Regions from separate parts of the Mus musculus genome. Here regions 2, 3, 4, 5 and 6 are each linked to region 1. A link is a contact called in public Hi-C, HiCAR-type and promoter capture Hi-C data. All regions are on one chromosome and are shown on one strand. Each heading gives the region's core, a stretch centred on a gene start, on an enhancer-like site or on the middle of the called end of the contact. The rest is flanking DNA. Distances are from core to core; before and after follow the strand shown.

Region 1 (3,926 bases), core at 654-3,153:
TGGTCATGGTGTTCATTCACAGCAGTAAAACCCTAACTAAGACATTCAGCATAGGCAGAAATAAGGATATGAACTCAGAAAAGTTCTGGGTAGAACAAAACAAGGAGTCACAGCTCCACGGAAGTAAACCAAGCACAGGCTAAGGCTACATTCTCCAAGCAATTCTAGTCACAGTTCAAAACAAAATCCAAAAGCAATTTGTTAATAATAGCCTCTTTTTTAATTTGTCTTTTTTCTATATGACAGGCATTGTGAATAATGTTTTCCACACTTTATCTTAATTCCTCACAACTTATGAGGCAGGTACTACTACTAAGCCTTTTAAAATAAGGGGGGAGGGTGTGAATAGTGTAAGAAAAGTAACCAAAGTCATATAGCTGGTGAGCCAAATCCGAATCAAATTATCTGAAGTCAAAACCCCAACTAATTCTTAAATGTTGCCAACTCTGAACAGTTTATCTAGTTGTCGCTGTTGCTGTTGCTGTTTAAGCTACAAGATAGCAAGTAATGACTTTTAATTCCAGGATGATTCTACCTATTAAATCCCAAACTAGAAAGGTGGCATTCACTGGAAAGGTGAGAAAGGTAGATGAATGCTGGAAAATATGGGTTTTAAGAGGATGGATAGAAGTAACATTCCTAAGGGGCAGACACCTAGGGCAGGAAAACACGCCAGCTTGTCTAAGTGTTAACTATGAGACTACTCATCTAGGAACACTGGCTACAAGATGCTGATGTCAGGAAGAGGCAAACACATTCCATTGTCTTTCCACTGATTCTTGGTGAAAACCATGAAGACAATGAGACAAAGAACAAAAGATGATGCTAAGGGACAGAGCCAATTCCCAACTTAAAGATCGAGAGCTGTGGAAACAGACACAGGTCTAGGTTCCAATTCCACACTACTAGATGTGGGAAATTAGGGCCAGTTTCTTATCCTCTCCAAACTCTACAGTTCTTATCCGTTAAATGGACTACTAGGATCCATCCACACCTCAAGATAGGGGCAAAGAATATAAAACATGGAGAGTACTTAAAGATATTTCTATTATTTTAAACATTTCCCACGAACAACAGCGTTTTCTTACATCACTCCAGATTTTAGCTTATTTATTTCATTTTTGAGACCAAGTTTCACGTATCACTGACTGACCTCGAACTTGCTATAAAGCCTTGGATGACTTTGCACCTCTGATCCCCCTGCCTCCACCTCCTTAGTGCTCAATATGTGCCCGGTTTATGTGGAGCTGGGGATTGAACCCAGGACTTCCTGCGTGTTGGGCTAGCACTCTACTGAAGGCTCTCACTCCATCCGCTAGGTTCTTTCCACAGCGGTCACTATTGCCTCTCTGTTCTGTCACCACTGCTGCACCACATGTCCCTACCCGGAGTGTCACCGCATTTCTATCACTTTTCCCAGCACTGCGGAAAGTAGAAGAGTCAGACCTGGGTAGCGACACCCAACAGACCACTAGTGAGGCCCCGTTGGCCGGGTCCGCCCCTTTCCCACACCACCCTGACCCTAAGTCCACCACAGCGGCAACACCTCCGGGCTGCACCCACCCTCGCTCCCCAGAGCCCCGCCGAACGTGCCCCGAGCCCACCTCACCTTCTCGTAGTTTTGCATGAGGCGGCTGATCCCCTCGCGCTCGACCTGCCATTCCGGCTTCTTTAGCTGCTTCCTCCGCTCCTTCTTTTGGTGCTGCCTGTGGCTGTGTTTTTTCTTCCAGCGATTAAAGCTCCGCACCGGGTCGGGTCGGGTTCCCTGACCCAGAGAAGCAACCGTTTTGCCCATGGCGGGGGCTGCCAGGACCCACGACGCCGCTACACGGGAGCCTCCTCGCTCCTCAAGGCACAGCACGGAAGACGCGAAACCAGCGTGTGGAGAAGGCGCAGGGGCGCACGCGCAAGTCCGGGAACCCGCCCCCAAGCTGGGGAGAGTGGGCACACATTAATGACGACAGGCAATGCGCGGACGATGATTGGTGATTTGGCTTCCGCTGGGCGGGGCGATCTTAAGACGCCAGGGGAAAGCGTGCACGGAGGAACTGGGCGTGCTCCACTGCTTCCGAGAGTGCTTGGGGCTTCCGGAAACAGCGCAAGTACACTGCTTATTGCTAGTATGGTGAAGTCATACTCAGCGTAAAGTACTGCTTTTCATTTACTCTGGATTCAAGTGTGCCCAACATTCGCGAGTACACTGCTATACGTTATAGAGTATGTAGGTCGTAGTTACTTTGTAGATCAGACTGGCCTCAAATTTATAAGAATTCACCTGCCTCCTGAATACTCTAATTTCAGTTAAATGCCACCGTGTTGACTCAAAATGCTTTAAAGCAAACTTTTCAATTAACAAAAAGTTACATAATACAGAAAAATACACTTACACATAGACATCGTAAAGATGCCTCTGGAGAGCATCCTAAACATCAATCACCATTTATCTTACAAAGTGTCAAAAACAAACAAAACAAAACAAAACAAAAACCAAACCCTGAGATGATTACTGTGTTAGTCACTGAACTATTACTGTGAAGAGACACCATGACCAAGGCAACTTTTATAGAAAGAAGCATCATTTAACTGGGCTGGCTTACAGTTTCACAGGTTTAGTCCATTATCATCATGACAGGGAAGGCATGCCAGCATCCAGGTGGGCACTGGAGCAGTACCTAAGAGCTGCATCCTGATCCATAGGCAGGACACAGACACACAGACACACACACACACACCTGCGTGCGCACGCACACGCACGTACGCACGCATGAACAGCGACACTGTGCCTGGCATGGACTTTTGAAACTCCAAAGTTTTGAAACTGTGACTCCAAATATATGAGCCTATGGAAATCATTCTTATTCAAACCATCACATTTACTCTCAGTTTTAACAACTGGGTGGCCTTAACTGAATATTCACATTGTATATTTTATAGTGATTTTTTTTTTCAAGACAGGGTTTCTCTGTGTAGCACTGGCTGTTCTGGAACTCACTCTGTAGACCAGGCTGGCCTCGAACTCAGAAATCCACCTACCTCTGCCTCCCAAGTGCTGGGATTAAAGGCGTGTGCCACCACTGCCCAGCTATAATGATTTTTAAGTTAAGTAAATGTTTATTTCCACGACTATGACTATAGCTATAAGTTAAACCAAGATTTTTTTTCATATTTTCCATCACTACACTTTTTTTGTTTTGTTTTGTTTTGTTTTTCGAGACAGGGTTTCTCTGTATAGCTGTCCTGGAACTCACTTTGTAGACCAGGCTGGCCTCGAACTAAGAAATCCCTCTGCCTCCCAAGTGCCTCCCAAGTGCTGGGATTAAAGGTGTGTGCCACCAAACCCTGCTATCACTATACTTTTTAAATGCACTCACACATGCACACACACACACACACACACAAACACCATGTGTCTTGTGAACTTTTCCAAGGGCAAGTGAAATAGGGCACCAACAATGACTAAAGCAAGGAATGGATTCTACCCCTTAGAGAACCAATGAGTATAATTATCCAGACCATTGAGATTTCTTTTTAAAGTATGAGCAATGTTAGGCAGCTCCACCACTGATGAAAAAAAAAAATGTATCTCTCAGCTCCTCAGGAACCCCTCCCCTGTAGTGTGACTGGGATATTCTCTTTGAGGGCTATAACTGTCTAGCCAATAAACTCAGGAGGACTTGGTATTGATGCAAAGGTGCCAGAAAAATCAACAAATGTTGGAGCTCTCAAAATCAGAGACCAACATCGAGTTCTTATCCCACAGATCCTACCAATGAAACCCAGTCAGACAGAAACAGTGGACAAGTGAGTTCAAAAGTAGAACAGTTCATTAAATCCTGATAAGGAGGCAGAGGTCCTGAGAACAGAGTAAAGATGGTAAGCCAGAGCTGCCCAACAGAAGACATCCAAGGGTGAACTGCCATTATCCA
Region 2 (3,926 bases), core at 459-2,958, 2.6 Mb before region 1:
ACAAAGAAGTGAAGAAAGAAAAAAAAATCACTGAACTTAGAAAATCGAAGGGAAAATTTTCCTTTCACCATTATGATACCCAACTATGGTGCATGTAAGGATGAAGGGATGATGTACATTAGTCTTTAAAATTGCACAAAGCTGCTCAAAATTTGTTTTCCATGAGCACCATGTTATTCAGTCTTCACGATTCTCTGTCAAGTAGTCAAGATCCATGACGGATCAGTTCCAGGACCCTAAAGGTACTAAATCCAAGTATGGCCTGGTAAAGCATTTGCCTAGCCTAAGAGCTACCCTGGATAAAGTCCCTCGGTGACATCCATGCACACACAAAGCAATCCTAGGGCGCTCATTCCTCTTTTAGACTAGTATAATATTTGTATAGAAACTATGCTCCTGTGTATTTTAAAATAGGACTGTTTTTTTAGTCAGGTTCTTAAGTGGCCTCGGCCAGCCCTTAACTCATCTTCTTACTGCCACCACCTGCCAACAGACATGCTCTTCCAGTTAGGATGAGTGAGGGTATTTAGATTAATTATAATACTTAAAACTATGCAAATGTTATGTAAATGTTACGATGGAGATTAAAATAATGACCAAAGTGGGAAAGGTCTGTACGTGATCGATACAGATACAATATGATTCCCCAGACATTTTCGGTTGGCCTTTTAACCTATGGGGATCCCCGAGTTTGGACTCTACCCCAACTCCTCAAAATCAAATTCCTTAAAGCCGTAACCTGCCCCCAGGCTGCATGGACTCAGGCAACGGGTGTGTTAGTGTCCCGGCTAGAAATCAAATCTCAAAACTCCCCAAAATTCGCTTGCAAAGATATAAACACGAAGATTTGAAGGCATCAAACACCACGTATGTCAACAGTAAAAAAATAAACTGAATTGTAAAAAAGTTTTTAGATGACCTAAATATCTCTACTCAGGACATTTTGTTTCCTACACTGTACGGAACTTTCCAAAACCCAGAAGACAACGATATTCACATGTGTAGCTAGCAGGGGCTTGGTGCCACTGTCCCGATGCTCACTCACCCCTCGATCCTGAGGAAATCAGGCATCCTGTTAGTGTGAGACGAAGAACCACTCCATTACAAGATCTCCTCCGACCCAGGAAGCCAAGGAGTCAGGGCTGAAAGGCAGCTCTGCAGCTTCACCCGAGTCCTTCGTGAAAACGCAGCCTTCCCACCGGTTACTGTGCCCTCCTCACCCGAGGCCCAGGCTACGGCTGCCTTCCCCCAGCCGAGCCCGCCCGGCGGCTCGCTCTCGGGGACCCAGGCCAGAGGAGGCGCAGGCGCGGAAAGCGGCCTGCGGGCGGGCGGACCGGGGCATTCCCCGCTCTCGCTGGGCTGGGCCGGCGCCCGGCGGCTCGCTTTCACTCCCGGGACAGAATGGGGACACAGGGCTTGGGCACGGCCTTCCGTTGGGCCCCAGGAAGTATCTAGAGTGCCTCGGGGGGAGCTTGAGGTTTCCAAGGGGACGTGGGGGAAAGCGCCCCCATGTCTGTCAGCGGGCTCCCTGCCCCGCCGCAGCCCCGGCGCTCTCGGCGGCCTTCCCTCGCAACGCCCTCCCGACACAAACACACACACACACACACACCCATACCGTGCGCCGCAGCCTCGCGTGGCGGGGTGGGAGAAAAGGTGGCGGCTTCCTTCCGGGCCGGAAGTCGTGCTCCGGAGAAACGCTTCCCTCCCACCGGAGACTCCCACAGAGCGGGCTCGCCGGTCGCCGTGGAAGCTGACGGGTGCAGGAAGGAAGGCGGCGCTCTCCCGAGAGACAAGCGGGACGGCCTGCGGAGGAGCCAGTCCGGACCCGGAGAAGAGAACCGGAACTGGATATAGAGACACAGCTCTACTTTGCGCTCTCCGGACCCAGTTAGATGGTGTACCGGGACTGGTTACCATGGTAACCGGAGTCGCAGTTTGTCGGCAAACTGAGAGAAGACGTGCGCGTTTCCCCCACGTTTGGATTAAGTGTGTATTCGTTGTTGATTTAATCTAACTTTAATATATAATTTGAAGACTCTAAACCTCTTTTTAAAAATATTGGGAACTTTCTCTTTTGCAGAAGGAGGGTGATTGAAGGAGGGCGGAATCTTTGACTATTGCTCTCACATAATGTTCCAGCTTTAAATATTAGTGTTCTTAATCCTTATCTTTTTTTTAAAGATTCATTTATTTATTATATACAGTGTTCTGCATATATAGCTCTATGTCAGAAGAGGCGCCAGATCTCATTATAGAATTGTGAGCTACCATGTGGTTGCTGGGATTTGAACTCAGGACCTCTAAAAGAGCAGTCAGTGCTCCTAACCGCTGAGCCATCTCTCCAGCCCCCTCATCTTTATTTTGAGTATATACACTGCTTGCTCAAGGCAACATAGATGTCTGAAGTTTGCAAGAACGTAAGCATACTGGCTCCAGTGCGCCTACTTTTAACTACTATACTGTCTGTCTATGTATCTGTCTCCCCCGACCCCAGTCTCTCTACCCGTCTTTCTTTCACGCACACACACACACCCCTACCTCACAATTCCAGGTCTGGAAGGCACCAAGTCAGCCAATATCCAACTATTGGAACAAAAGTCCTTTCTGTTCCCTCTGTATTTATGAAGACCAGACGGAAGTACAGGTACAACGTAGGAATTTAGGAAGTGGTTCTACTCACAGACTGTAGGAAAGCCAAGATAAAGCAGTATGGGTGTGCAATCTTTTAGTTAAGACCCGCAGCACACTTGCAAAAGCCTTCCTCCTTCCCTGAAAGAAGAAACAGGGCAGTAAATACCTTACATGCCTTTTCTCAAGTCCTGTCTCTCTGCAGGTTCCAAAGGCCTGTCTCATCACCATCATGACGGTGTCCTCAAAGGGTCTTCTTACCCACATTTCCCAGTTCTGGAATATGCTCGATGATTTGGCTGAAAATGACCCCGAGCGCTACCGGAACTTCATTCAGCAGGAGTTGAAAGATGGCAAACAGCTCTGTGTCAACCCAGAACCTCAACTCTGCATACAGACCAAGATCCTAGTATGTAGAACTGATGCAAGGAAGGAGAGGTCTTCAGTAAAACTACTCTGGGTTAGCCAGGGGATACAGTAGCCTTTTCTAGCGCTACTTTAACACAAGAGAAGTTTACTAAAACTCTCTGAACAGAAAATGAAACCACATGGAAGATTTCACTGAAGGAGTAAAAATAAGAAATTCATACTTGGTATTTTAGAAATCCCCTAATGCAACTTTATTGTCCTGATAGGTGGAAAATAGTGCTATAATTAATTAAGGTTTTTTAAATGTATTTTATATGTGTGTGGGTTCAAGAGAGTGCATGTGCAAGGACAGAGGATGACTGGGGAGCAGGCTCTCGCCTTCGATGAGGTGAGGAAAGAATTCAGGCCATCAGCCTGGAGCCAGGTGCTCTGATCCACTGAGCCATCAAACTGGCCCAGAGGCAGTGAATGTATGTTTGTTGAGACAAGTCTCTTTAAGTAGTCCTGACTGTCTGATGCTATGTAAACCAGGCTGGCCTTGAACTCTGAGATCCTCCTGCCTCTGCATCCTGAGTGCTGGGATTAAAAGCTTCCTGGTTCTGATTTAATAAGACTCAGGCCTGGAGACATTTCCATTTCACTGTTAGTGAAATAATGAAGTGGTGCTGTGAGGTCCAGAACACGTGGAGCAGTGCTAACTTCAGCTCCTTCTCCTGTCCAGTTCCTCTGGGAGAGAACAGCAGTTGGATTTAGAATGAAGAGCCAGAAGCTTTGGGGAGATCAAGTAACAAAAAAGTGTGTCTCAGTGGTAGAATGCTTGCCTAGCATGTGAGGCTCTGAGTTGAATTTGATTCCTGGCATAGCAAAATGAGTGAATGAATGAATGAACAAGCAAACGAACGAATGAACCAAAACTTTAAGAAAAGAAC
Region 3 (3,926 bases), core at 470-2,969, 2.6 Mb before region 1:
CGAGTCCTCACATGTCTTTAACTTCCAATCTGAGTTGAAATGCTTTAAAAGCAACAAATGTTCACAAATTACAAAGATTTTTTTTTCTTTTTGTTTTTACTCACTTTTCAACTGTGATACAGATGATGGACCCAACTGGAACATCTCTGGTCCCTTCAGGAACAAGGATCTTGGCCATATAGCACTCCTCCAGGCTCTCAAACCCAACAGTGGCTTTATCAGTTTCAACCTGTTAGCACAAAAGCACTGGCTTAGGTTTGTACTGCCAAGAGGCAGTTAACTGGAATGTGTCTAGAAATCCATACGAAGATAAAACCCACTACCACAGACTTGAAAGAACGGTTTAAAAACATTTTGGGTAGAAGCTAGGCATTGCTAACATTGTAACATTGGGGGTGGGGGGGGATATCTCTGAGCATTGCAGGCCAGCCAGAGTTACACCGTGATCTCAAAAACAATTTAGCTAGCTGCTGACAACGTAGCTAACCAATCATCTCTAATAAATGGGGAGGTGGGAGGGGAGCTGCTTCTTAAAGAGAAAGAGGAAACTACCTACCAGAAGGCTAAGCTTTAGTCTATTCAGCAAAGCCACTCCCTTAGGTAAAATCTGCGTGTTTTAAGACTTACCTCTGCAATTAGATCACCCTCACTGATTTTTTCCCCTTCTTTTTTTTCCCAGCGGGCTATGGTGCCTGCCTGCATTGTAGGGGAAAGGGAAGGTAATGGAACCTGCAGAAAAAGAAGCATACATTTAAACAGGCATACTTAGCCCTCGGCGTGCTTTCATTCCACCCAAGTTCATGCAGAGTATTTACTGAGTCACATTTCAAACTGTTCACTGGAGATACAAAGGGAGATCTAGCACTCCAGAAATTCATGACTTTCAGAGGCAGGTTGATCCTCCAGTCAGTCTAGTGGATCTGAGAAAGCACGTGAGACTTCTCAGACCTTTTGCCCATAGCCGCAGGCTTAGACCTCTTTCAATAGAAAAGATGCCCACTGGGAAGGTCTTGGGCGAGGGACCGTAATAGATCTGGGAGGGAGCTGGCTGTCGGAGGCCTCTCAAGGAGGATTCCCCACGCCAAGGAGCGGGCTCTGAAGGACAACAGGCTCCAGGGTGGGTCACTCACCTTCTGATGCGGAGGGAGGCTGTAAGAGCGGCGGCTGGGCGACCCCAGGAGTTGTCGCAGCAAGCGGTTACGCGGGACAGTGCCGGAGCCGGAGCTCCAGCCGCACAAGGAGCGGACCCCATAGCGGGGGATCCCACTACCGCAACGGACCGCAGCGGGGCCAATCCGCGGGCTCCCGCATGGGGCCCCGGGGCCTTCCTTCAAGGCCGCCCACCGAGCCCTGAACCCATCCCTGGGCACAGCACTCCGCGCCCTCCGCGCACAGACGCGCCACATTACTGCCACCGACCCCCACGCCCCAAAGGCTCCGCCGTCTCCGGAGTGACCTCTCCAAGAGCAGCGCGGCTCTGCCGTCAGCCGCGCACTGCGGTCGCGCAGTGTCGTAAAAGCGGCTGCTTGGACGGGCGACCGGAACGTAGGGTTTCCGTGCCCCTCTGCGGGGGGGACGCGTCGGAGACACCCGAGAGGGACGGGAGGCTGCCGCTTAGGATCTGCGGTGACGAAGGCGCTGCGAGGCAGTGCGGGGGCGGTGCACGTTTGGGAGAAACGGGAAAGGCCCTAGGAGAGGTGTCGCAGAGGATGGGAAGTACGGACCAGGGCCGCTCTAAGGGACCCGAGAGTCGGACCGGCTGCAGCCTGAGGGCAGGGAGGCGGTGCCAAAGGGAACGACCGCCTTTGCTTTAAGAAAAAGCTGGGGAAAAGAGCCCGGGCTGACAGTAATGCAAAGCTTTAGGTCGATGGGTGCGGGCGCACCTTGGAAAGTTGGAGAAAGGAAAGGCCCTCGAGTGACGGGGGATCAGGGGGTGACCCTTGGCTGCAGAGCCCGCCCCGTGCAGGCTGTCCTAGGTCCCTAACCCACCGGAAACGGGAGCAGCAGGGTTTTCAGCCAAATGATGTGAAGGGCAGCCAAGAGAAAGGTACATTTTCACATTTCCAGTTAGTCACAGAAGACTAATTATATTTCCTCTATAAAGATACTTGTTTGTAAAAAGCAGTTTTATTACCCCCAGATTTCCACCGTATCCTCTTAAATAGCGAAAATATTTTAACACACACACATTCCTTTAATTATAGCATTACGGAGACAGAGGCAGGTGGAACCCTAGATTCCAGGACAGCCTGGTTTAATGCTGTTCATTGCCAGGCCAGCTTGGGCTACATACTGAGATTCTTTTTTTTTTTTTTTTTAAAGAAAGGTTTAAGATACAACTTTGCGAAAGTCGTTGTCGTGCTGTCCCGCAGTTCTGTGAATTCAATAGGAAAACAACAACAGAAACCTTTCTTAAACTATGGAGTAACAATGTGGGGTCAAAAGAAAAAAAATGGCAACAGTGAAAAGCTGCCGAACCCAGCCGCGCCAACCTAGGTTGTTTCTCACTACTGCTGCCTACACTGAATCCTACCGCGTCGCTGCAGCTGTGGCTGTGAGGACACCCGTGCCCTTTGTACTGCCATGCCCTCGGTGTCACACGAGGCCAGCCAACACTGCCTGAAACACCTTGGCACAGATTCCCCGTGTATGGTGTGATTCGCACTGGTTTTACTGTACAAAGTGTTCTGCTCTCACGTGAGCATAATGATTTAATTGCAGAAAGACATTTCCCACAGTTATCCCTTCTATATAAACATTATAGTAGTATAATCTTTAGGTTGAATTGTTATGAGTATTTGGATTTTAAAATTGCCGTGGCTGATTTGAATTTCATAGAAAATCAATCAGTGAATTTTGGTTTGAGATTAGGACTAAATTTTCCAGTAAATGTCTCCCTAGATTTTCCTATTCTATGTATATATATAATATATATATATATATATATATATATATATATATATATATATATATATTAAATTATGACATTATTTTCTGTGTATATGCTAACCAACTCCATCTCTCCAGACCAACACTGAGCTATCTTGCCAGCTCATATGGTACATATTTATCTGAAGCAGCATCCTCAATATTGACAACTATAAATCAACTCTATGTATTGTAGTAACTATTTAAGCGATTTTTTTTTAGACTGACAGCACAGTTCACACGGGTATCTCATTTATAGGACTAAACTATGTGTCCATCCTAAAAGAATGTCTATTGAAAATGGGTATAGACACAATGTAATTTTTTTTCAGTCACAAATAATGGGGTTTGTCATTCACAAAATGGATGCAACTTAATTAAGCAAATTAACTCGGTCTCAGATAAATATTGTATATTTTCCCTCATTTTCTATCCTAGTGTCACTGAGCAGCATCAACACTTGGTGACGTCACCTTTGTATGCTGTGCAGTCACGAACAGACCTTCTGATGCGGTACACACATCAGATTAAAAAAAAAACAAAACTTACTAATGTGTGAGGCAGATGAAGATCTTATGTGCTGTTTCTCCTTGTCTTCTGAATTAGTATAGCAGTAATCCTGCTGAGTGCTTGACTTTCAGTTATTGAGTAATGATTTATGTGCAACATTTATGCAATATGTATCCATTGGATGGGTTATGTAATTAGCCTTATCATTCCTGAACTGAAAGTGACATTAAATTAGGAGGAAGCGTGCTCTGAATGTCTACCAATTCCTCAGTGTACAGATGGTCAGAGAATACCAAGAACACAAGAAGAAATTGGGAGGACAAAAAGTTACAACTGATAGCCAGTATGGTGTACATGACTGTTGTTCTGTTGTTCAAGCACCAGATGGCCACTTTGGGGCTAGCCTGGGCTACCTACATGTACTCTATCTTAAAAAAAAAAAAATCTTAAAATTCTTAGCCCTTGAAAGGCAGAGGCAGATGGATCTC
Region 4 (3,926 bases), core at 880-3,379, 2.5 Mb before region 1:
GTCTGAGCCATCTCTCCAGCCCCTTAGGATCTCTTTTTATTTTTATCCTTGGTTATTTTCCAAATTTTCTGCAGTAAATGCTTACTGCTTCTGTATCAAAAATGGCTATAATAAATATTCTATAAGAGAGATGATCAATTTTCAAATAATGTTGAAGTCTGGGTTTTTAATATGACAATAAGAAACAAAAAAAAATTGTCCAATTCTACTAGTATTTTACGGTACAAACCAGATTTTGGTTACAATGTTTAGCACAGTATTGTTAGACTGGGCTCTGGAGTTAGAATGACTGTGTCTGACTAACTGAGAGAATTTCAACAGGTTTTCAACTTCCCTGAACCTCCTCCATGTTCTCAGTGTTAAAATGAAAATTGTTAATAGAATTTAAACATCATGGAATTGCTAGTAAGGATTAAATAGAGTGGTGTAAGATATTAAGCATGACTCCTAACATATTATGAGCATCAACAAAAGACAGACACAAAACTTGCCTGCAATCCCAGCACTTGGGAGGCAGGGGCAGAGGGACTACCACAAGTTCAAAGCCAACATGGTCTATGTAGTGAGTTACAGACCAATCAGGGCTACAGATCAAAACCTCCCTCTAAAAATAAGTAAATCAGGGCTGGCTGTAATGGTACAGGCCTTTAATCCTAGCACTAGTGAGGCAGAGTCAGGCAGACTATTGAGTTCAAGGCCAGCCTGGTCTACATAGAGAGCTCCAGGACGACAGAGAGAGAACCTGCCTTAAAAATCAAACAAAGAATAAATAAATATACATGTAAACAAATATACACTTATAGGCAGGGTCTTATTTATTTGTCTATTTTTAGTTTTTTGAGACAGGGTCTCTCTATGTAACCTTGGCTATCCTGAAATGGCCTGCCTCTGCCTTTCAATAGCTGGGATCAAAGGCATTCACTACCATGTTTATCCAAGTTTCCTTTTATTGCTGACTTCTGTATCTGTCACTTCCTGGTACCCAGCACATGCTCAGTTGATATTTGTTTAATAACCAACTAGATTAATAAACTAGCAGGCACAGGACTGGAGTCTAGTATTGTTTTCAAATTTTAGGTGCTTTCCAATGTATCTCACTTTTCTCTCTACATGTGATGTTTACCTGTAAATAAGTATTCTTTGAACTCTGACCCAGACATGGATCATATAGCTAAGAGGCAGCTGACAGGATGAAGCCATATTTGGGAGTTTGTAGTGGTGGTGAACACCCTGGGGGGAAAGTTACAAAAACCACAAATAATCTATTATTTGGTGGGGTTTTTTGTTGTTGTTGCTGTTGTTTTTATTTTGTATTTTTTGTTCTTACTAGCTTTCGATCTCTAAAACCAACCTATGATACAAATAATAGGGACTGTATATTTTTAAAAAAATCGAGGACCCAGTGAATTGACTGGACTGCATGAGGCCACACAGCAAATAGCATGAAAGTTATATTCACAGTTCCAGTGGATTCTCTTCCTTCCCACTTCTGCAGTTTCAAACAAACATTTGTCCAAATTCAGTTGCTCAATCCATGGTCACATCTCTGATTACCTAGTGAGGAAAGTATGGGCCCTGAAGTCTAGCCTCCGCGCTTGGAATCTTGTTTTACCTGCTAAGCTACTAGCCATGTGACTGACACTACCTTCTCTGAGCCTCCGCTCCTTAACCGGCCAAGATGGGAACAACGGTAAGACCACTCACTCACAGAAGACCTGGGACAATTAACCCAGATTAGAAAGTGACTGCACATAGAGAGCACTCCAATGCTCCCGTTATTATGATCTGCGGAAGAATAAAAAAGGAGAGAGCATCGGAAGGAAGGAAAGGAGAGAAGAGAGAAACCAGGCTGGCCCACCGGTGCAGCCAACCTCTGGCCACTCTCCAGCTTGCTGTGTTTTCCAAGCGTCCTAAGGCACCGCTCTCTGCTCCACCTAGGACGTGGCAGGTGGAGGAAGGCACGGACGGTCTCCAGGCTGTCTGATTCTCAGGGTTTCATATCCACCACCGGAGGCGGTCCCCTCCACCTTTCGGCCCTACTCACCAGGTTCCCCCACAGCAGAGCCGGTTTCCCATGGCGGTTGTGTCTCCCAGGGAGCCCAGCTGGTTTTCAGACATAAAGAGGTTTGCGCATTTCCTGGTTCCCGGCTGAGCGAACGGCAACGGCTCCCAGGAAGTCTGTCAGGATCAGATTTCAACCGAGTAGGTTGGACCTTGGAAGCCACCTGGTGGAATGATTCCCAAGTGACTGTTCGCAGCCAAAGGGCAGGAAGACACACGGGCTCCAGGTGAGAGTTATCTCACCTTAGGGATTTGAAACTCCTTTTGATGAAGCTGCAAGCTTCGATTTATAAAGAAACCTGAGATACAAAAGGGCTCTGAGTTTCCATAGGAAATGTGTCTCTCTGTATCGCACGGCCTTTGAAATAGACCCTCCATAAGGGAGTCAAAGCTCGGCCACTACGTTTGCCCTACCACACTCAGGTTTGAGTTTCACTGTCAAGGTAATTGGTACTAGTTTCTGATGTCCTCAATTTGGGTTTGAATCCTAGAGGCTTTTGGAACCTGAAATGTAGGAAAATGGAATGCTCTCATATTCCCACGACTAGAATTAATAATGTGCGCATATCTCCTAACCATTTACCATCTAGATTTCCAGCACACCAAGGCATAAGTACTGAATGTATTACTTAATCCTCTTTCTGGTATAAACCAGATGGCTAACTGATTGGCACGGAGCACTCAATGTTCTCTCCCCAGTCCAGGACCATGAAATCTCTACTTACCCCTGCTTGTAGCTTCTGCTTCCAATGACCCAAAATTGGATTCACTCTTCCCTGGCCAGAAACTATGAGGCAGCTGAATGAATTCCCCTGAGACAATATGTTACCAGGTTGAGTATGGTGTATACCTCCTGGCACTCGGGAGGCAGGAGGATGAGGATCTCTGAGAGTTTGAGGCCAGCCTGGGCTACAGGAGCAAGTTTCAGGACAGCCAGGAATTCATAGAATTCATAGAGGTACCCTGTCTTAAATAAACAGAAACAAACAAGAGAGAAAGAAAGGAAAGAGAGAAGGGAGAATATGTCTCTAAGAAAATCTTTGAAACCTGCAATTCCGATCTTCAATATTTTCTTGGCATTTTGAGTATTGTCCTGGAATATTCATAGTCAGCCCTGAACTCCATGGAGTACACTGGATTCTGAATTCCTCCTCATCTTGGGAAAAACGGGCCTGAGAGTGGCCACTTCATAGGGCTGTGATAACTGAATGAGGTATGTGTGTACAAAGCTTCTGAACAGGCCAGACGCATGGGACGCCCTCAGTAAGTCTTAACCATTGTTACTACTATTGTTCTCAGTGATCAGATGGCTAAGCATTGTATTCTACTATCTCATGTTCCAATCCTGCAGGCCATTCCGTATCCTACTATTAACTACATTCCTTTCATCCTGTAACCTGCGTCCCTGTCTCAAAAGCCAGTAATAATTTCCTATCACTTACAGGATAGAACTCTCAAAGCCCTTCATAATTTGCTTCACTTCCATCCAACCTCTTTGGCAGCTTAAAGGATCTTACCCAGATTTTTAGAGGGCCAGAAACTGCACAGAAAAGACAAAAAAGCACCCGGTACACCTTAAAACACAGCAACCGGAGTGTAGAGGGTTAACAAAGCCTGGAGAGGATTGTATCGAAATCCAACCCAGTTAGTCCTTATCTGGAAGTCTTTGAGACTTCTCATTGACGTTCAGGTTCTATTGTCAGTCTGTTACAAAAGAGATTGTGTGTGGAAGAGGCAGTGCAGAAAGTGCCACAAAATATGGCTGAATGGACAAGTCACAGCTTTACTGCTTAGAAGAAATTAACCAGCCTTGGTTATGCCAGCCTGTTGGAAGCCCCGAGTGAATGTGTACTTTGATATGGGCT
Region 5 (3,926 bases), core at 643-3,142, 2.5 Mb before region 1:
TAAGGCTGCTATGAACATAGTGGAGCATGTGTCCTTACTACATGTTGGAGCATCTTCTGCGTATATGCCCAGGAGTGGTATGGCTGGACTGCCCCACCTGGGGATCCATCCCATATACAATCACCAAACCCAGACACTATTGCAGATGCCAACAAGAGCTTGCTGACAGGAGCCTGATATAGCTGTCTCCTGAGAGGCTCTGCCAGTGCCTGACAAATACAGAAGTGGATGTTCACAGCCATCCATTGGACGGAGCACAGGTTCCCCAATGAAGGAGCTAGAGAAAGGACCCAAGGAGCTGAAGGGGTTTGCAGCCCCATAGGAGGAACAACAATATGAACTAACTTGTACCCCCAGAGCTCCCTGAGACTAAACCACCAATCAAAGAAAACACGTGGTGGGACGTGGGACTCATGGCTCTAGTTGCATATGTAGCAGAGCATGGCCTAGTTGGTCATCAGTGGGAGGAGAGGCCCTTGGTCCTGTGAAGGTTCTATGCCCCAGTGTAGGGGAATGCCAGGGCCAGGAAGCAGGAGTGAGTGAGTTGGTGAGCAGGGGGAGGGGGATTTTCAGAGGGGAAACCAGGAAAGGGGATAACATTTGAAATGTAAACGTAGAAAATATCTAATAAAAAACAAACAAACAAACCAACCAAACAAAAATACCCCTTCAGACTGGTGGCTGGTGACTTTATTGTAGTTCAGCTTTTTGATCCTGAGAAAAAAACAAACAAAACAAGTACTTCAATATATACACCACACTTTCAGTTCCTCTTTCTGACTTTGTGGAATTTATGAGCGTTTTATCACATGTGTTACACATTTGGGATTAACATCATGATACTGCTATCTTTCATCATTGGCTATTGAAGTCAGAGAACCCTAAGTGTCAGAGCTAGGCTTGACATTTGGGCCTGTCTGACCAAAGCGCTTCTCTGCTCACATCCTTACTGTTCTTTCCTTAGTCTTCATCAAAGGCTACATAAGGATACACGTGTGTTCTACTGGTTGGATGTGGGCTTGGTAATTAATGACTGTGTGTGGGAACTGGTGTATATGATCAGTCTCCATTTTTACGATGTAGGAAGTGGCATTATAACCTTTTGTTTAACTCTGTCAAGCTCAATGTTCCCTCTAGAATCCTGTATGCATTTCTACTGGTAGGCAGCACTGCTGTCAGGATTGGGTGAGCAATCTGCTGGAGTTGTCTTTGTAAAGGGTCTCTGTGAAAGGCCCCTGAAACCAAGTCTGGACGCCCCCCCCCCCCCTTAAAAAAAAAACCCGCTTCCAACAAGAGCTTCTCTTTTCTATTTTTTCCTTTCCTTTCCTTCTCTTTTCTTTCTCTTTCTCTCTCTCTCTTTCTTTTTTTGTTGTTAATGTAGTGAGAATAGTATGTGTTTGTAAAGGATTCTCAATTGGAATATAGCTCCTCCATTTATTACCCAAGCAACTTTGGACCTTGGTTTCCTTAGCAGTAAAGGCAAGGAGGCAGAGAGAATTAAAAAGCATGTATGAAAAAAAACCAAAAACAAACAAAAAAATCACCTCCAGCCAGCCGTGTTGTAGCAACGTCAGTGACATCTGCCTGCTTGAACGATCTGCGTAGCATTTCTTCAGGTTTTCACTTCTCAGTCTGAATCCTGGCCTCACTGGTTTGTCTCTTAGGAACTATTAGCTGCCTCCATCTCTCTCAACAAGACAAGGCAAGGTGTTAAATGTTAAAGCAACCTTTTAGAGACCTCTCCTTGGGTAGGCAGCTGTGCTATACCTCCACACACTACTACACTGTAGCGTTGGCAAGATGGAGTGCTGAGAAGTGGAGGAAGCAAATTATAAAGGAAGGACGAAATACCCAGAGTCAGAAGTAGGAGAGCAAGCGAAATCTGCCGTTCCGGCCTTCGCCTCAATTGGTCCATTGGCACAGTATTTCAGTTTTTATTGCGCATGTCGAGGCGTTTTGTCCCTCGGCGGACACCGTTTTCCAGCCAAGCAATGTCTGCGCCTTCGCCGATTTCGTAGCGTGCCGAGTTCTATCCTTTCCCCGACGCTGGGCATGGCGAGCCGAAGGGCCCGGCAGCGCCTCAAGGGTGGCGGCGGCGGTGGCGGCGGCGGTGGGGATGCGGGCCCGGCGGCGGAGAAGCTGGAACAGCTCGGCAGCCGGGAGGCAGGCGCAGAGCCGCGGCCAGAGTACGTGTGCGGTCGGAGGGCGTGGCCGGCGGGTGGGTCGGGCGGCTCCGGGGGTCTCCTCCAGGGCTCTGGCTCACCCGGAGGTCTCCGCGGGGGCTCTGGCTCACCCGGGGGTCTCCGCGGGGGCTCTGGCTCACCCGGGGGTCGGCTCCCCACCGGGCCTCTGCGCTCACCCGGGGGTCGGCTCTCCGTTGCGAGCTGGGGCTCTTTGCCTGGGGTCTGCTCTTTGCTGCGAGCCGTGCGGCTTTGCTCCTCGCCGGGGGTCTGCTTTCCGCCGGCATCTCGGCTGCCACCCGGCGCTCTTACTCCTGCCCCTCGTGGGAGCGTCCCACTTGGCGTCGATCATCGCCCCTCCGCAGCAGATCCCTGCATCTTTGCAGCCAGGGTCTGCCATGCTTCGGGTTCAAGTCCACACGAGCAGGCTTCGTGCTGGTAGAGTTAGCAGAACCTCTGTGAGAGCCCTTGGTATGCCTTTTACATCTGAGTCTCACTGCGGTTTACTGTTTTCTCCCTCCCTCTAGGCTTCCAGCCCTAGAACCCCTCAGCCTCGCAGCCGGTAGCCTGTAGGTTAGGTCTGCGTTAAAGTGGCTGTTAGTATATGGGAACAGAGGCGGTCTGCACGTGCGTCTTATATTAAGCCTCATTCATTTGAAGGAGGAGGGAAGAGATAAAGCCATGACAAGGAATGACTTTAAGGAAGAAATGGAGAGAGAGAGAGAGAGAGAGAGAGAGAGAGAGAGAGAGAGAGAGCACTGTGGTCTTCATGCGAGTGATTAGTTGGCTTGAGGTGAAACAGGCCAAGGTGTATGAATTAGTGTGTACCTTAGAAGCAGGAAGTGGACGGTGCGATTGGAAACGCAATTCCTTATTCACTCTCAAGGATAACAAAGCCTTAGTTCTTTTAGGTGAATGGTTTTATTGCGGCGCTGTCTTTTGCCATTCCTGTCTTTCCTGTCTGGGTTTTAGTCTTCCCTAGCAGGACCTTCCTGATAAGACGATTGATTTTGCTTTTTCCTTCTGGGCAGGTCTGGAAATAAAGCAGGGCAAGTCTGGGCCCCTGAAGGATCCACTGCTTTCAAGTGTCTGCTCTCAGCGAGGTTGTGCGCAGCCCTTCTGAGCAACATCTCGGACTGTGATGAAACATTCAACTACTGGGAACCAGTAGGTGATCTCGTTAGCTGGGCTTTAGTTTTTGCAATCCTAGGGATCTAACCCATGGTTTTGGGCATTTGAAGCAATACTTTATCAGTGGGCTACATCCCTCGCCCCTAGTTCTGGGATTTTGGCCTTTGATCTTGATTTGGTACTTAGGACAAATTAAACATGTAGAATGTAAGTGTGGAAAATATTAAAATACATTGTTTTCATTTTTATATCTTAAAAACTGTTGGTTTATGGTTGTAAGGAGGATTATAGTTCACATCCCAGCAGCTCAAATTTAGGCGACTTCAGCTCCAAGACAAAATATGACAGCCCAGCGTGGTGGCCCATGCCTTTAATCACAGCACTCTGGAGGCAGAGGCAGGCAGCTCTTATGAGTTCTAGGCCAGCCTGGGTTACACAGAGAGACCCTGTCTCAAAATAGAACTAATCTGATGTCCTCATCTGGTCTCTAGGCACACAAATGTATACCTACACTCATGCAGATATACTCGCAAATAAAATAGGTCTTAAAAGAAAGCCCATATTGTTGATTTAATTACTATTAAAGTCTATGACCTTTAGCTGGTATACTCAAAG
Region 6 (3,926 bases), core at 496-2,995, 2.2 Mb before region 1:
GTCATTGAAAAGGACTCATAAATACACCCATTTAAGATACTTCCTTTTAATTTAACGTCGAGGTAAAGGTATGACATTTGGCCATAACTCTTTATAAAAACGAAACACTTTAATCATTACAAAAATGCTGGGGTCAAATTCAGCTATGCAAAAGTTTGGTAATGTCAATATACTTATCATTATAGCAATCTAGATTCATAACACTGGTAAATTTGTGAAAGGAAAAATTTTGACCTTGGTACTGATGCCCTAAAGAAGAAAGATTTAAGTGGTGTGTCAGGGATTTGTGAGGCAAAACAAAAAGTGAAGACATGTTAGACATGTCCTCCTTCTTTATGGAAATGGACATGAAGCAAAACTTTTAAGTACAACTGCTAAGAAAACAGTAAGGCTTTTAAATGCCCTTTACCTTACATAAGCGTAAGTCATCCTGGGCAGGGGGTGGGGGTGGAGGTCCTATAGTCAAAGATTAGAACGTTCTTAAGAACATAGTAGGAAAAAAACCCGAAAAGGATGAAAACTGGGGAGAGAAACTGAAAATCGGTGAAACTCAAGTGGCAATCACAAGGCAGAATAGAGTACGTCAAAACCACTAGGTTGTAGACTAAGAAATGGTTTTGTTTCGATCGTTTTTTTTCCAAGGTATTTAATTTGCACGTCTTAAAATAGAGACCCCGAGGAGAGCAGCTTGAGGCAATGGAAGGAAGAGGGTGGGCTAGGTAAGAACGCAGACTTGGGGAGAAAATATGTACAGTGCACGGAGGGAGGATGCTGGAGAGTCAATGTCAGGACGCTGTCGAGAGCTGAGTACAGTCCATCTGATGTGGCTTAAGGAATGCGTGCTCGCAGCCAGCATGCACACCTGGTAAAGGGACAACCCCAGAGAACGGTGCAGAGCTGAGATGACCATTTTTAACCAGCTCTATTGTCTGGTGTATTTGCTATACCTCCTGCAAGTGATCAAGCCAGCCAAAGAACCGTTTCAGAGACCCTGCGGGCCCAGAGAAGATGGACAGCGGCCCGTCCGCACCAGTCCGGTCCGCGTCACCCCCTCCTCGCCGGGCAGAAGAGGAGGGCTTGGTCCGGGCCGCGCTCCGCGTCCGCCGAGCCTGGGAGCTGCTGGTCCCCTTTCTCCGGCCGGCGACGTTGGTCCCCGCGCGGCCCCGGAGCACAGAGACTTCCCCTCCCACCCCACCCCCAGCCGAAAGCCGGGAAGACGCGGAACTTGTGCTCAGGAGCCGAGGCCACAGACCAGGTTCCCGGGTGGGAGAGTCGGGACGGAAGCCTGTGTGGCTTCCCGGGGACACCCCACACACACTCGACCTGCACCCCGCGGTCCCCGCAGTGCCAGGCCCGCCGTCCCCCGCCCGGGGCGCAACCGCGCCACGCTCCCGCCGAACCCCGGGGCCGCACCTCCGTCTTGGTGATCCGGTGCCGCCCCAGCTTCACCACGGCAAAGTTGCCCTTGCCCAGCGTGCCCTCGATGTCGTAGAACCCCACCCGGACTGGCCCGCGCTGCAAGTGCCTCGGGCCATCCGCCATGACCATGCTTGGCCCCCGCTGCAGGACACGGCGACGGGAACGCGAACGAACTGGCCGGCAAGAAGCGGCACGGAGCGGGCAGGAGGGCGTCGGGCGGCGCGCCTGGGCTCTGGGCGACGGCCGCGGCTCTCGCTCCGGCGCTGCTTCCCTCCCGCCCCACAGGGCCCAGCCAGGCGCGCGCCGGCGCTGACGTGAGCCGACGTCAGGGGGCCGGGGCAGGGGGCGGGGGCGGGCCTCCACCGGTCACCATGGCTACCGCAGCCGCGCCGACGTCGGGGGCGGGAGGGAGGGGCGGTGCGCGGGTCGGGCGGGCACGAGGCTTCCGGCCGCGGCGAGGCCTGAGAAGGCTGAGGAGGGCGTCGCGGCCGGGGGCGGGGTCGCCGTCCGCCCCGCCCCGCTCCTCCTGCCTTCCAGCAGAAGCGCAAGAGCGAGCCCTGGTGGGCCGTGCGGAGGATGCACTGGGCCAGTCTCCTGGAGGGTCGCCTGGCGGGCGCTCTCCGCCGGGGCAGCCCTTCCCGCCAAAACCTCTTCTTCAGCGGACTGCAGCGCTAAATTTGGAGCCCGAGGAGCACCGTGGCTGAGCAATGCATTGCTCACAGCCTCTTTTCTTTGTGTTCATTTTAGCTCCCTTGTCAGTACTAAATAAGTCTCTCCACTTTTTGACGTCTAAATTCCTACTCACAGCAGTCGGTCACTTGCAGAAAAAAAAAAAAAATGTCAGCGCTAAAGAGACCCCAGAGATGATTAAGCCCGGAATTTGGAATTGCTAATGGGCTTCGGAGTCTGGAACCTCTGAAATGTAGGTTGAGCATGTTAGTTGAGCATGTCTCTGTGGAGAGGTGACCCGGTATTATCCTAAAACGCTTTGGGAACTTGTAAACGGTTAAAAAGTATCTAATCCGATTTGTTTCCAGATGACGCAGCAGGCTGCCAGAATGAAGGGAGTTGCCAACGTCACACAGGTAATGCTAGAGTTCTAATTATAACCCATCACACCAGTCTTCCATATGGTGACCTAAGTAAACACAACATTTTAATATCTTGAAATATATTATGTGTGTCCAGACCTTGGTTCCTGGGTACCCATTGTCCATTAAAAGAAACGCAACTCGTTTGGGAGTAATGACAGCGGGGGCAAGTATAAGATGCTCTTGAAAGATCTAATATGAGTAAACCAGGGGATTCCTTGTATACAACAGGAAGAATATGTCAGAAGCCAGCTTGAAGGGGCCCACCAGTGCCAAATCTGAGCCAATCTAAGTATCAAAAACCAACAATTTTGGAAATACACTATAACACACATTACTTTTTATTTTGTGTAAGAAGTCAGAGGACAGGATGTGGGAGTTGGTTCTCACCTTCCACTCTGTGAGTCCTAGGGGTGGTTGCTGTAGGTAACTTTAGCCAATGAGCCATCTCTTAGGCCCTAGTGTTTTATTGTTTTGGGACTGTTGTTTTTTTTTTTGTTTTTGAAACATCATCTCACTATGTAGCCCTAGATAGCCTGTAACTTGCCATGTAGACTAGGCAGTCTCTTGAGTGCTGAGATTAAAGGCAGGTGTCACCATTCCCAGCCTACATTAAAATCTTAGAAGGAGCTCATACTTCATTTTGTCACTTTACTTTTTTTTTTAGACAGGTTCTCAGAAATATTGTATATGTGATAAGCCCCCTTAAATGTCTATGCCCTCCCCATCTCATTCAGGAAACTCAAACTCAGAACGGTACCCATGCTAGGCAAGTATTGTATCACTGAGCTATGTTCCCAGTCAGGATAAATGAGAAGAGGATGCATGTAAAAATTATGAAATCACCATTTTGTGGCTGTTATAGTAATAACTGGCTCAGACAAGAATTAACAATAGTTGTTAAAGTCATTGGGTAAAGTTTGGTTGGGGAATAGGGTATTTAAACAGTCTCAAAATATCTTTGGAATAAAAAAATCATTGGGAAGGATTAACAAAAGATAACAAATTATAGTGAAGAAATCTGACAGTCAATTTCCTGATAGAATGATCCTAGTTAGCAATTGGAATAAAATAACACACAGGGCCCTCTGATCTGAAGTACCCAGGACATATCTCTGAAGTGATATTACTTTAAAAGTACATATTCTGAATCTGTCACGAAGAAACAAAGCAGAAAAATGTAAACTGCACACATCTATCCCCTAATTACCCAGCATGCTTAAAGTTGCCATTGTCGTGAAAGAAAGACTGCAGAAGAATTTTAGATTTAAGGTCTTAAGAGACTTGCCACTAATGCAGCACATGGTCCTGGAAAAACATGGCACCAAGGAATACTGTCAGGGCAATAGTTGAAAATAGAATTGGATGCATATCAGATATAAGTATTCTTTCAATGTTGAACCCCTTAAAGATTTC

The links. Promoter capture Hi-C pulls out the DNA fragments that hold promoters and counts their contacts. A called contact is a pair of places that touch in the nucleus more often than the background predicts. HiCAR-type assays count read pairs that join an accessible place to other places.
Region 2: a contact with region 1 is called in a promoter capture Hi-C map of pre-B cells, with 6 times the contacts expected there. The contact joins the promoter of Pih1d2 here to the promoter of Ddx10 in region 1. A contact is called at or near these places in 3 of 39 promoter capture datasets (erythroid cells, liver and pre-B cells).
Region 3: a contact with region 1 is called in a promoter capture Hi-C map of erythroid cells, with 10 times the contacts expected there. The contact joins the promoter of Dlat here to the promoter of Ddx10 in region 1. A contact is called at or near these places in 2 of 39 promoter capture datasets (erythroid cells and pre-B cells).
Region 4: a contact with region 1 is called in a promoter capture Hi-C map of stem cell-derived epiblast-like cells, with 5 times the contacts expected there. The contact joins the promoter of 2310030G06Rik here to the promoter of Ddx10 in region 1. A contact is called at or near these places in 1 of 39 promoter capture datasets (stem cell-derived epiblast-like cells) and 1 of 115 datasets of contacts at active chromatin or transcription factors (astrocytes).
Region 5: a HiCAR-type map of astrocytes shows a contact between it and region 1, with 4 times the contacts expected there. The contact joins the promoter of Alg9 here to the promoter of Ddx10 in region 1. A contact is called at or near these places in 2 of 39 promoter capture datasets (erythroid cells and pre-B cells), 1 of 115 datasets of contacts at active chromatin or transcription factors (astrocytes) and 2 of 9 other capture datasets (liver and pancreatic islet).
Region 6: a contact with region 1 is called in a Hi-C map of B cells, with 5 read pairs. The contact joins the promoter of Sik2 here to the promoter of Ddx10 in region 1. A contact is called at or near these places in 3 of 39 promoter capture datasets (erythroid cells, liver and pre-B cells), 1 of 484 Hi-C or Micro-C datasets (B cells) and 1 of 115 datasets of contacts at active chromatin or transcription factors (embryonic forebrain).

The regions. Positions count from the first base shown.
Region 1 is chr9:53,246,209-53,250,134 of GRCm38.p6, forward strand. It overlaps Ddx10 (DEAD box helicase 10), which reads right to left and starts at 1,904. Exons shown (of 18, transcript NM_029936.2): 1 at 1,610-1,904. The coding sequence starts at 1,795.
Region 2 is chr9:50,615,613-50,619,538 of GRCm38.p6, forward strand. It overlaps Pih1d2 (PIH1 domain containing 2), which reads left to right and starts at 1,709. Exons shown (of 6, transcript NM_028300.2): 1 at 1,709-1,986; 2 at 2,834-3,037. The coding sequence starts at 2,861. Nkapd1 (NKAP domain containing 1) reads right to left here and starts at 1,852. Exons shown (of 6, transcript NM_212449.2): 1 at 1,616-1,852.
Region 3 is chr9:50,658,061-50,661,986 of GRCm38.p6, forward strand. It overlaps Dlat (dihydrolipoamide S-acetyltransferase (E2 component of pyruvate dehydrogenase complex)), which reads right to left and starts at 1,720. Exons shown (of 14, transcript NM_145614.4): 1 at 1,131-1,720; 2 at 628-729; 3 at 105-229. The coding sequence starts at 1,406.
Region 4 is chr9:50,744,398-50,748,323 of GRCm38.p6, forward strand. It overlaps 2310030G06Rik (RIKEN cDNA 2310030G06 gene), which reads right to left and starts at 2,130. Exons shown (of 4, transcript NM_025865.3): 1 at 2,045-2,130. The coding sequence starts at 2,076. It also overlaps a transcript of Cryab not described here.
Region 5 is chr9:50,773,333-50,777,258 of GRCm38.p6, forward strand. It overlaps Alg9 (asparagine-linked glycosylation 9 (alpha 1,2 mannosyltransferase)), which reads left to right and starts at 1,893. Exons shown (of 15, transcript NM_133981.2): 1 at 1,893-2,186; 2 at 3,212-3,347. The coding sequence starts at 2,053. Gm38476 (a long non-coding RNA gene) reads right to left here and starts at 2,207. Exons shown (of 3, transcript XR_379372.3): 1 at 1,545-2,207; 2 at 666-714.
Region 6 is chr9:51,007,328-51,011,253 of GRCm38.p6, forward strand. Sik2 (salt inducible kinase 2) reads right to left here and starts at 1,746. Exons shown (of 16, transcript NM_178710.3): 1 at 1,414-1,746. The coding sequence starts at 1,548.